Linked DNA regions of Zea mays: all the other regions are linked to region 2. The links are chromatin contacts, called in public Hi-C maps. All regions are on one chromosome and are shown on one strand. Each heading gives the region's core, a stretch centred on a gene start, on an enhancer-like site or on the middle of the called end of the contact. The rest is flanking DNA. Distances are from core to core; before and after follow the strand shown.

Region 1 (2,700 bases), core at 189-2,688, 660 kb before region 2:
CGCGCTTCACGTTCTCCTGCTCCTCCACCAGCATGCGCCCGTACTCCATGAGCTTGTCCAGCGTCATCCTCGGCTGCTCGAACGTGGGCGGGCCCTCCTTGGAGTTGACGAGCCTCCTGGCGATGTTCTCCACGCCGGTCTCGGCCACCCACCGCCGCACCTCGTCGTCGTACACCCTGGCGCGGAGGGCGCCGAAGAAGTCGATGGACTGGCCCGGGAAGGCGTCCACCAGCCTCACCACGTCCTCGTCGGGGACGCCGTCGCTGCGGAAGATGCCCTTGCACACGCCCACGCGGTCCTCGCGGGTGGGAGCCCAGTAGAACTTGTCCATGCGCCCGTCGCGGATCAGCGGCGCATACAGCGTCGAGAAGTCGTTGCCCGTGACGATGATGGGCACGCGGGGGTTCTCCTCCTTGTTGTACATCCCCGGGAGCTGCACGTTGGTGGGGTTGTCGGCGATGTTCATCAGCGTCGCGTTCACCATCTGGTTGTTCACCGTGTACTGCGTCGTGCCGCCCATCCGCCCCGCGCCGGCGTCCAGGTCGTTGATGAACAGCACGCACATCTTGCCCTTCTTGATCATGTCGGCCGCCTCGCGGTAGCGCTGGCGGATCAGCTTCGCAGGCTCGCCGGCGTTGCCGCTCTCCAGCTCGCCGGCGCTCATAACGATGGGGCTAAGTATTATTAAATTTCTATTCAGTATGTACGTATGCTAGGCATGCATGTAGCTTCTTAATATATTATATTAATAATTCTTACTTGATTCCCATCTTGGCCAAGACAAGCTCACATTGGAAGGACTTCCCTTGGCCCTTGCCTCCCCAGATACCCAGGATGAGGGGCACCTTGATGTTTGGCAGGGGCATGAAGTTCTTGGCGATGTGGACAACGAGCTTGTCCATGAACGCGGGAGCGATGTAGTAGCCATCCATCATGTTGTCCAAGCTGTAGTGCCTGAGCCCCTGGCTGATGTAGTCGTAGGAGCTGAGCACGGCGACGTGGGTGCCGTCCCCCATGGGCGCCTGGAACAGCGGGTCCACGCGGCCCTTCCCCCTGGTGATGTCCTGCTGGTCGTCCGAGGTGTCCAAGGCCAGGCCCCTCCACCTGTCCTGCTCCGTCTCCTTGTTCACCGCCATGGCTCTGACTCTGATGGTGGTCGTGGCGCCATGCAGGGAGTCGTACCCCTTCTTCTTATTCCTGATGATGATGCTGGTGACGAGCTTCTTGCCGAGGAAGCCGCTCGCCTGCATACATATCTTCAGTGACTCTGTCTCGTCGATCTTACTACCAGCTAGCTGCCTAGCTCTGTAGAGTACTTACCGCGAGAGCAGCGACGACGGAAGTGGAGGAGAAAGCTGCAGCGGCAGCCATAGGTGGTCGACGGATGGATCGGAGCTTCAATTCTGAGATCGGAGTATATATATGCTATTATATTAGCTGACGATCGATGAGGATTCAACACAATGCAATTGCAAGCTGCCGCCGCACGCGGTTATATATAGTTGCAGTTGCAGATCGATGGATGCATGAATGCATGCTCTAGATCTTTCCCGTCCTTTTTGGCTGTCTCCCGCAACATCTTCTAAAATTTATTCTCTAAAGTCTAGTTTAGCAACACCGTTTTCTCGAGAGATTCTAATTTTTACAAGAGAAAATAAATTAATTTCTCTTACGGGGCGTTTGGATCCCTTCATTTTTAGAGGAATTAGAATTCACTCAATAAACTAATTTATTTAGTTTAGAATTTGACATTACACCACTTTACAAAATTCAGATATAAACTTAACTTAAATTCATGGGTGGAAGATGAGAAATGATTTTATGCATTAGTAGAATTTGTTTCTACTCTGTAACTTACATGACACTCTTTGTCTCACTCCTCTATAGTAAAAATGTAGCACATAAATATCTCCGACATCTTGCTAATAATAATATACAAATATATTTTATATAAAATCGAATTATCTTAATTGATATATGCCTAAATTACTATTATTAGAATGGAATTCAATTCCAATGATCCAAATAGGGCGTTAGGAAAATAAAAATCACTTAGGAAAATAAGATTTCCAAACTAACCCTAAAAGAATATTCCCTGTCCTTTACAACACATTCTAAAACATTATGTACTCTATATATATTTTCGTTATCTCCAGCAATATTCTCTAAATTCAGTCCTCTCTATATCTACATTGTGCCACATTTGGCAATACAAATTGGATTTTTATTGGTTGCTTAAATAAAACTATTCATATGTCGCAGAATTAAAATACGCTATGCACCATATATTGATTATTTTGTGAAAATAATATTATTACATATTATTTAGGAAACTAATGTACCAGACAATAAAAATCCCTCCTAGCAAAAATGAACTAGGAACTAATTAAAATAATTACATTTTGTACCCTACATTACTACTCGTGATTCTACAAGGAAAAAGTTATCCGACTTTTTTAAAAAATACATTACGTCGTTCATGTCTATCGACTATAATGCTTAATCAAACATTTCCTCCAGCACTAGCCAAGCGTCCACGATTTCCATGCTGAGGTAGTTGAGGAACACCAGGAGCTCGGCGAGGTAGATGACGTCGCCATTGTCGACAAGCATCATGAGGTCCACCTTGCCAACGTCGTCCCTAGCCACCGACCTCCCGCCGTCCCTCGGCTACTCCCTCTCGACCACGCCGTATGCGTT
Region 2 (2,747 bases), core at 9-2,508:
ATGTTCTACTGGTTAGACAACTTCACCTAGTATCACCCGTACTTCTTCCGCATGGGCTCGAACCCCAACTCCTGCACCGTTTTTTAACATTTTACGCTGATTTAATCAAATGGGCTGACGAACTAACGGGCTGGCTCGACACAGTCAGCAGGCCGGCATGACGTGCCTGAGCCAGAGTTGTAGCCCACGGGCGTCTGGCCCATGTCGGGCCGTCGTTTGACCATTTATAGACGTGCAACAGATTAATTTAAAATAATTATGAGGGATTATTTTAAAAAAATGACGCGGGACGACCATTGAAACTAGTGCTTTAAGTATAGTATAAAATACCTAAATAAAAATTATAGCCGAAAAGAAAACATGAAAGTTTTCTAAGTAAACTTTATATTGCATATATTTTTTTTATCAGACGTACACGAAAACCAAAGACGTATACGAAAACCAAACAGGCAACAGTTCTTGACCGGCGAGGGCGACCGTACGTAAGCAACAATGCATAGCAGAGTGTATAGCGGATGGCCGACAAACTTTGTTTTAGTTCATCTCTTAATTATAGGTATGTTCTTTTCATGATGTAAATAGGGCGCACAAAATAAGGAATTTACTATATAATCCTCTTATTCAATTTTGAGTATTACAGAGGGTGACCGTACGTAAGCAACAGTGCATAGCGGACGGCCGACAAACTTTATATTTGGCGTCTCTGGCAGCGTGTACTAAATTTACAGGAGCCTATAGCAGCCCTTGCTGAAGACGTACCGGAAGCCAGCATCCATTATATGTAGCGAATAAACTGCTTTAGCTAATCTTGCTGGAGCCAGACTTATATAATTATAAGCTGCATTGTATAGAAAAAGGGCCTTAATGTCGACTCCCTCCACGACTAGTTGGCGTTGAGCTGTGTTGATGCACGCCTGAGTCATCTCCGTTATCCTGCCACAAAGAACGCACTGCTGTTATGACGCCCGCCGAAATAATCAATTATCACTTGCCCTCCTCTCCCATAAGTACAATCGCTGTAGTTTGTACGAGTAAATCAAGAACATGGAGCACGTAGATGTAATAGTTAGCTGCTAAAATTATACGTAGATTTTAAATATCTATAGCTAATATATAGCTAACAATTAATAAGCAATATCTAAATAAAAATTATAGCCGAAAAGAAAATTGACAATCATAGAGGAGAAAAAAATAGTTGACATCCTTGTGTCGTTGATCTCCGTCCGGCGCCGGCGCCGGCGTCCGATCTCTCCTTTCCTTTTTGCCTTTTCTCCTGCCCACCACCCCGCCACAACCCTTTCCCTTCTCTGCTTGCTTGCTGCTGCAGTGCTGCCTCCCCCTCGCCCAGCAGCAGGGAGCAGCCATGCCAGGGGACCACGGCTCCAAGGGCGACATCTCCTTCGCCGGACGCTTCACGGCCAGCGCCATCGCAGCATGCTTCGCAGAGGTAACTCGTCTACCTACCCATCTCCCTCCCTCCCACTCCCACCCGTTTTCCATCTCCCCACGCGGCTTCACTTGTTGGATCGCCATCGCCCCCAAATCTGACTCGATTCCTTCCATTTCCTTCTCCTTTTCCTTGCCGCCGAGACCCAAGAGAGAAGGGGGATGGCAGGATCACGCCGCCCATCCCATCCTATCCCCTTTAATTTGCTGCATCTTCTCGCAGATATGTACCATCCCGCTCGACACGGCCAAGGTCAGGCTCCAGCTGCAGAAGAACGTCGTCGCCGCCGCCGCCTCCGGGGACGCCGCGCCAGCGCTTCCCAAGTACCGCGGCCTGCTCGGAACTGCCGCCACCATCGCTAGGGAGGAAGGGGCCGCAGCGCTCTGGAAGGGCATCGTCCCGGGCCTCCACCGACAGTGCATCTACGGGGGGCTCCGCATTGGCCTCTACGAGCCTGTACGGTCCTCACCGCAGTCAACTATTTACTCTGCATATCATTAATTAACTTTCTGATGCATTTTGTTTCCTCCAACACTTGCTGTGCTACTGCTACTAATTTCCCAATGCCAGTCCAACCAACCACTTGCCTGAACTTACAGGTCAAATCCTTCTACGTCGGCAAAGACCACGTTGGGGATGTCCCTTTGTCCAAGAAGATAGCCGCCGGCTTCACAACTGGTATGGTAGGAATAGGATGGCTAGGCACCCAGACCTGCGAACATGTTGTGTTCACCTTCAGCTACTATTTCTTCCATTCATCCGTTATTAGGGGTGTTTGGTTCTAGGGACTAAAATTTAGCACGTGCCGCATTGGATGTTAAATACCTATTACGAGTAATATAATCTGATTACAAAACTAAGAAACTCTATTCTGAATTGAAGGTGCCATCGCTATCAGCATCGCCAACCCTACTGACCTTGTCAAGGTCAGGCTCCAGGCCGAGGGCAAGCTTGCGCCTGGTGTGCCACGCCGCTACACTGGCGCAATGGATGCTTATTCCAAGATTGCTAGACAGGTCTGTGCTGGCATGCTCTTCTCCCAGCTAACCGTTCGCTTTCTTTGTTTTGCTACCAATCAATAAAATTAGAGCTTGGCTCTTATTATATGTGTGATGTGCTTGGCTCATCCTTAGGAAGGGGTTGCCGCTCTGTGGACTGGCCTTGGACCAAATGTAGCGCGGAATGCTATCATCAATGCTGCTGAGTTGGCCAGTTATGATCAAGTCAAGCAGGTGTTGTGTGCTTCTTTTAAATTCTCCTCGAATAACTCCATCGGCTCTTCCTCACTTGCCTATACATA
Region 3 (2,700 bases), core at 159-2,658, 560 kb before region 2:
AGTTCACCGAGACTTATTTGCCAAGTGTCACACTCGGCAAAGGCTTCGTCGAGTGTTTTCCAGGCTTTGCCGAGTGCTTTAGACACTCGTCAAAGCAGCTGTTTCCGATAGTGTCTAACACAAATTAATTATCACTTTTGTTCGAATCGCCTCTTTTAATACGATGCAGGAAAATATCTTGACTTGTTTGCCGAGTGTCACACTCGGCAAAGGCTTCGTCGAGTGTTTTCCAGGCTTTGCCGAGTGCTTTAGACACTCGTCAAAGCAGCTGTTTCCGATAGTGTCTAACACAAATTAATTATCACTTTTGTTCGAATCGCCTCTTTTAATACGATGCAGGAAAATATCTTGACTTGTAGAGGTCAAATGATCTTCCATAATATTTTATTTACCGGCATAGCCATTTGTTTTACTACTCCTTTATATATAGATATATATACACTGGTTGCACAGTAAGCACTCCCAGATAGGGTCTATTCAATAGAGAATGAAGTTGATCATCTAGATGCTTATTATTAATTAGTGTCTGGCCGTGCTTGGTCGATGTAGGCATATGGACTGCTATATATCTAGCTAGCAATGCAACTAGTCGCTGGGATCATAATAGTAAAGCTGATGCTTGTGCCATGTGTGTTTGTCACTTTGCCCGATCGAATGCCTCCATATGCATGTGACTGGCTATACAGATAGGTAGCTACATATATATATGTTTATGTACTGATTGATGCTGATCATCTGCAGCGACACTAGCTGAACTATAAACATCCATTAATCCATTCAAGAAATTCTGTCTCTTGTGTTGTCCTTAATTACCTGCTGCCTTTGGTCGTCCTTGCTTTCTGCTAGAGTGATAGTGCTTGATTGCCTAATAATCTATATATAAGTACAATATTTAACCTGCTAGCTCGATCTGTTTATGCAGCAGTGACTGACGTACGTACGTCACCATACAGGCCGGCGCATGCATAATATATATTCCCTTCTGCTTGCTGCGCTAGCTGTTGCGTAGTAAGCAAGACGACGACTGACTGCATGCATCCTTTGATCGATCTGAGATTCCTTCCTTCTCAGATAGCTAGCTAGTGCTGTGGATGCTTGCCTGATGGCATGGCATGTAGATATTGATCGATCTGCAGCCCCGCTGTTGTTTGTTTCCATTCGTTCGTTGATACATATATATAGCTAGCTAGCATGCATGCACTGTTTGATGTATAGCTTTGCATGCACACTACTGACGATCGCATTCAGTACGTACTGGCCGGCTGTAGTTTCTTAATCGATCAGAGTGCTAGCTGCTGCTGGCTGGATCATATCACATGAGCCAGCAAAGATTCTTGCTTGCTTGTCTCATCCTCTGTCACACATGCATACATACATCCATCCGTCACCACTGTGACCATGTACTCCGATCCACAGCGATATATATTATAGATGGACCCTACACTACTATACTGGAGGACTACGTACGTGTGTACTCTGAACTGAAAGCTGCTTTACAATAGCAAGGCAGCTAGCATGATGCATGATATGATGGAACGTGAGAATGATCGTTCATGTGCGCAGCTCAGCTAGCTCCATCGATCCATCTGGACGTACGAGATGTAATACACCCTCTGTAAAAAAAATATGCACAAACATTAGCCCATATTATATTCTTATCTAAAGTGTTAATTATTTACTACCGGAAACATCTGCTTTGTCGAGTGTCTTAAGCACTCGGCAAAGCCTGAAAAACAATCGGCGAACACTCGGCAAAGAAGGCTCGGTGAACTATACATCGGCAACAGCTTTTTTGCCGAGTACTTTTTATCGGGCACTCGGCGTACCACTCGTTACTCGGCAAAAAAATGTCGCCGTCACGACGCCAAGTGACGGTGTCAGATCCTGTGCCGAATGCCAGCCGAGCGGCACTCAGCACATGCCCACTCTTTGCCGAGTGTCCACCGTACTGACACTAGACAAAAAGCCCCTGGTGGGCCCCTTTACCAGTTCCTTTGCCGAGCGTATTAGGTGGCGCTCGACAAAGATTACTTCTTTGCCTTATGCCCGACAGACTAGCACTCGGAAAAGGGATCACCAGTGGGCTCCTTCGTCAGTTCCTTTGCCAAGTGCACTAGGAGACACTCGGCAAATCTTGCTTCTTTGTCGAGTGCCAACAACACAACACTTGGCAAAGAAGCTTTATCGGTGCTCAGTTGTGCCTTCTTTGTCGTTTGCTATGACCTTGACACTCGGTAAAATACCTCTTTTTTATTTGTTTTTGCTATTCCATCCAAACAAACAAAAGACATTATCATATATACATCACATATATCACATAATAATCACATATACATCACATATCTCACAAAGACCATAAATCTCATAAATCAAACAAGTTTGAACCCAAACATAAGTCTCCAACACTCAAGAACATAAGTCTGAAGTATCTCACAAAGCAATACCAACATCAACAAGTTTAGACCAAGTTATCTCACAAAGTATTAACAACACTAACAAAGATAAGATCATGTGCACAAAGTATCTCAGCGAGGTGGGTGGTTGGACTGGTGCGGCGATGGGCTGGACGATCATGAGGGTTGTTGGATGCCGCCCAGATTGTCTCTACACAGATAAGAGATTACATGTGTTATACTAGATGAATATATATCATGTAGGACTAGAATTTTGATACTCACGGGAGTGTAGAACTGAGCAGGG
Region 4 (2,700 bases), core at 177-2,676, 780 kb before region 2:
CCCTTCAATCCATTACTAACCGAACAAGCCCTTATGGATTTTAGAAGCAGCAAAAGACAGTTGGGTCATCAGTATCTTTGGAGAAAAAATAGTTGGATCCTCGGACTAGAATACACAGGCGAATATGGTGAATTATGGATGTTAATTGTAGGTAATAAATGAATTTCGCTCATACAATCACCTTGGAGGAATTGCACGAGAACTAGATAAAATAACCATACAGGCATACACAAAAAAAATACATGCTCCTTCAGAGGTGCATAGATATTGCAGAATTTTATCCTTGTGTTTCTGGGTTTAGTTTCAGTAAATTACATAAAAACTGCTGCAAGTCTGGATCTGAAGAATTACAATGCCTGTACTTTCAATTACTAGGCATTACTATTGCAGAGGTACATCTTCCTCGCCAAACCATTTTGGAGGATCATACCCATATCCACCTGCATATAAATCAGAGAGGTCTAAGTCCCACAAATTAAATGTTATGTGACACAGATCTATACATATATGAAAAATGTCAAACAACAGAGATAACTAAGCACATAGAGAAAAAAAACTACATACCAAGAGGATTACAACGGCAAAGGCGCCAAGCAGTCAAGATGGAACCCTTTACAACACCATATCGTTTGTACGCCTGCATAGAGTACTCACTGCAAGTTGGTACATATCGGCAGCTTGAAGGTAGTAAAGGTGATATTTCTCCTGTTCACGCAAAGCAGGGCTGATGATTAATCTATATAGAAATGGGATTGTTCTTAAAAGCAAGTTCACAATTATTGTGATGTTAATTATTATTTCTCAAATCCCAGGAATGAAGCAGGAAAAAAAAACTCAGACTGCAAACTACAAATGAACTTACGTTTGTAAAATTTTAGCATGGATAGTGCCATATTGACTCCAAAATCTTTGACTTCCTCTGCTGAGAATCACAATATGCACATAATGTAGTCAAGCAGGCCTGTTTGGAGAAGTATACGGAAAAAAACAACTAAATTTCAAGAAACAATGTTCAATCCACTATCTTCTAAAAAAACCAAGTGCTTAAAGAAATCATGAGATAAGATAACCATTTCTGAGAATTCCAGATCTGATGCCACTACACTGACCTTCGTCTTCAGCAACACAGTGGAGTCGCCATGCCGGAACCTTCCTCCACTTGTGGCACGAAGCACCGAAAGAAACTAGTAGAGATCGCGAAGTGAGCGTTAGATTTATCTGTTTCACAACCGATTGATATAATAATAAATCTCTAACTCGAGCGACGAGGGTGGGACGAACGGACTCACCTGTGCTTCCGGAGAGAGGCCGCGCAGCCGAAACAGGCACGAGGGAGGAGTATGCATGGGGGGCAGCGGCAGCCATGGCGGTGGCGGCGCGGGAACGCAGGCGGTGGTGGTGGTCGGTCAATCTCCGCAGAGTTTTTTTTTTCGGTTCTGGATAATGCAGTGGGATACCACTTTTTCAGGCTTTGGATCATTTTGCCCTTCTGGGCTTCAAGCAAGCATGGCCCAACAATTGAGACTAGACGATCCTTCACTCCTCTTCATTTTTGTCCCTTGGTCCATATTGTCTCTCACTTATATCATGCTTTCTTTTTTTTTATTCCTTCAATTTGTCGTCATTTACCACTTAATATTTAAAAAACAAATAATTCTCGTCCTTTTTCTGTCATCTCCCATTTTTATTTATTTATTATTATCTCATTTGGCCTAATTCCCCAACTCCCTTTGCTCCTAATTTGCAAGAAAATCCCACTGCAAACTGCTTCATACTCTCGACCAAGTGATTGTTCTTTCGTCCCTACACTGTTTTCTTGCCTTCTCAATCATACATTATTAATTTACCCTTTATTTTTATTAAAATATAAGATATAGATAGTTGTCACATGAATTTGGTACTTTCTTGTACTTTTCCTTGAGTAATCCTCCATTTTAAATTATAATTATGTATGACTTTTATAAATACATTGTTGTAAATTTAGAGAAATAAGTGACATGCTTTCAACATATTTAAATAAATTAAATATTCTAATTCCGAATAAAACAAGCATATAACTCAGATAAATGCCATATGTAATTATAACAGCAATGAACAGTAGCAATTCCAGGACATGAAAACATGTAATATAGCTACTCAAATCCAATTGCAAATTAAACATGGCAAGTAGATGAAGAAGGCAGATTAAACAAATAAACATGATTGTTTATATTAAAATATTACTCTCAAAATAGCGGGTTGCTGCAATAGACAGCCCTCCAACGCTAAAAAGTGATCAAAGATCCTCGACTAACGTGACAGTCCTATCTTACCAAAACATGGTTTTAGAACAAATATTATGAGCCTAGAAATCAAGCATGAATATTAAGATCAAAACAGTGTGCATAAGAATTAAGGAACAATAATGAACTTAAATAATCAGCTTGCACAATAGTAAGAAATAACTAGGCACAAATAATATCAATGCTGAAAATAACAACACACTAAAACCCAGACTGTCACGTCGTCTCACTACACCGCTATCATCATCGAGCAATCAAATCCGCCCACAAATTGTGCAATCACACCCAAGTAAATAATACTAGCAAATTGCACAAAATTACTCAAAAAATAAGCGAGGCAACGGGTAACTCACAGCACGTAGATTGTCTACGTGGGAAGACCAGCTCAGCGAACACGAAGTTCTGTCCCAGAAAACCA

Evidence for each region. Hi-C and Micro-C count contacts between places; a contact is called where the count stands out from the background.
Region 1: a Hi-C map of tassel shows a contact between it and region 2, with 2.8 times the contacts expected there. The contact joins the promoter of LOC100382265 here to the promoter of LOC542748 in region 2. A contact is called at or near these places in 2 of 25 Hi-C or Micro-C datasets (ear and tassel).
Region 3: a Hi-C map of ear shows a contact between it and region 2, with 2.2 times the contacts expected there. The contact joins the enhancer-like site here to the promoter of LOC542748 in region 2. A contact is called at or near these places in 2 of 25 Hi-C or Micro-C datasets (ear and tassel).
Region 4: a contact with region 2 is called in a Hi-C map of ear, with 5 times the contacts expected there. The contact joins the promoter of LOC100276648 here to the promoter of LOC542748 in region 2. A contact is called at or near these places in 4 of 25 Hi-C or Micro-C datasets (ear, endosperm, root tip and 1 more).

Annotation. Positions count from the first base shown.
Region 1 is chr4:1,222,010-1,224,709 of Zm-B73-REFERENCE-NAM-5.0, reverse strand. LOC100382265 (RUBISCO activase1) reads right to left here and starts at 1,438. Exons shown (of 3, transcript NM_001175017.1): 1 at 1,321-1,438; 2 at 760-1,244; 3 at 1-674. The coding sequence starts at 1,371.
Region 2 is chr4:562,784-565,530 of Zm-B73-REFERENCE-NAM-5.0, reverse strand. It overlaps LOC542748 (Thioesterase family protein, mRNA), which reads left to right and starts at 1,258. Exons shown (of 9, transcript NM_001112257.2): 1 at 1,258-1,447; 2 at 1,670-1,903; 3 at 2,047-2,125; 4 at 2,330-2,463; 5 at 2,581-2,679. The coding sequence starts at 1,364.
Region 3 is chr4:1,125,574-1,128,273 of Zm-B73-REFERENCE-NAM-5.0, reverse strand. No RefSeq gene overlaps it. Among protein-coding and RNA genes, the nearest start is that of LOC100285388, 13 kb to the left of the region's middle. Within about 2 kb of position 1,408, at least 13 of the 20 cell types and tissues checked have an H3K27ac peak or open chromatin away from gene starts, as enhancers often do. A contact at or near this core is called in ear and tassel, where this site is marked.
Region 4 is chr4:1,342,561-1,345,260 of Zm-B73-REFERENCE-NAM-5.0, reverse strand. LOC100276648 reads right to left here and starts at 1,426. Exons shown (of 5, transcript NM_001150385.2): 1 at 1,290-1,426; 2 at 1,110-1,184; 3 at 863-922; 4 at 565-705; 5 at 287-440. The coding sequence starts at 1,365. The coding sequence ends at 382.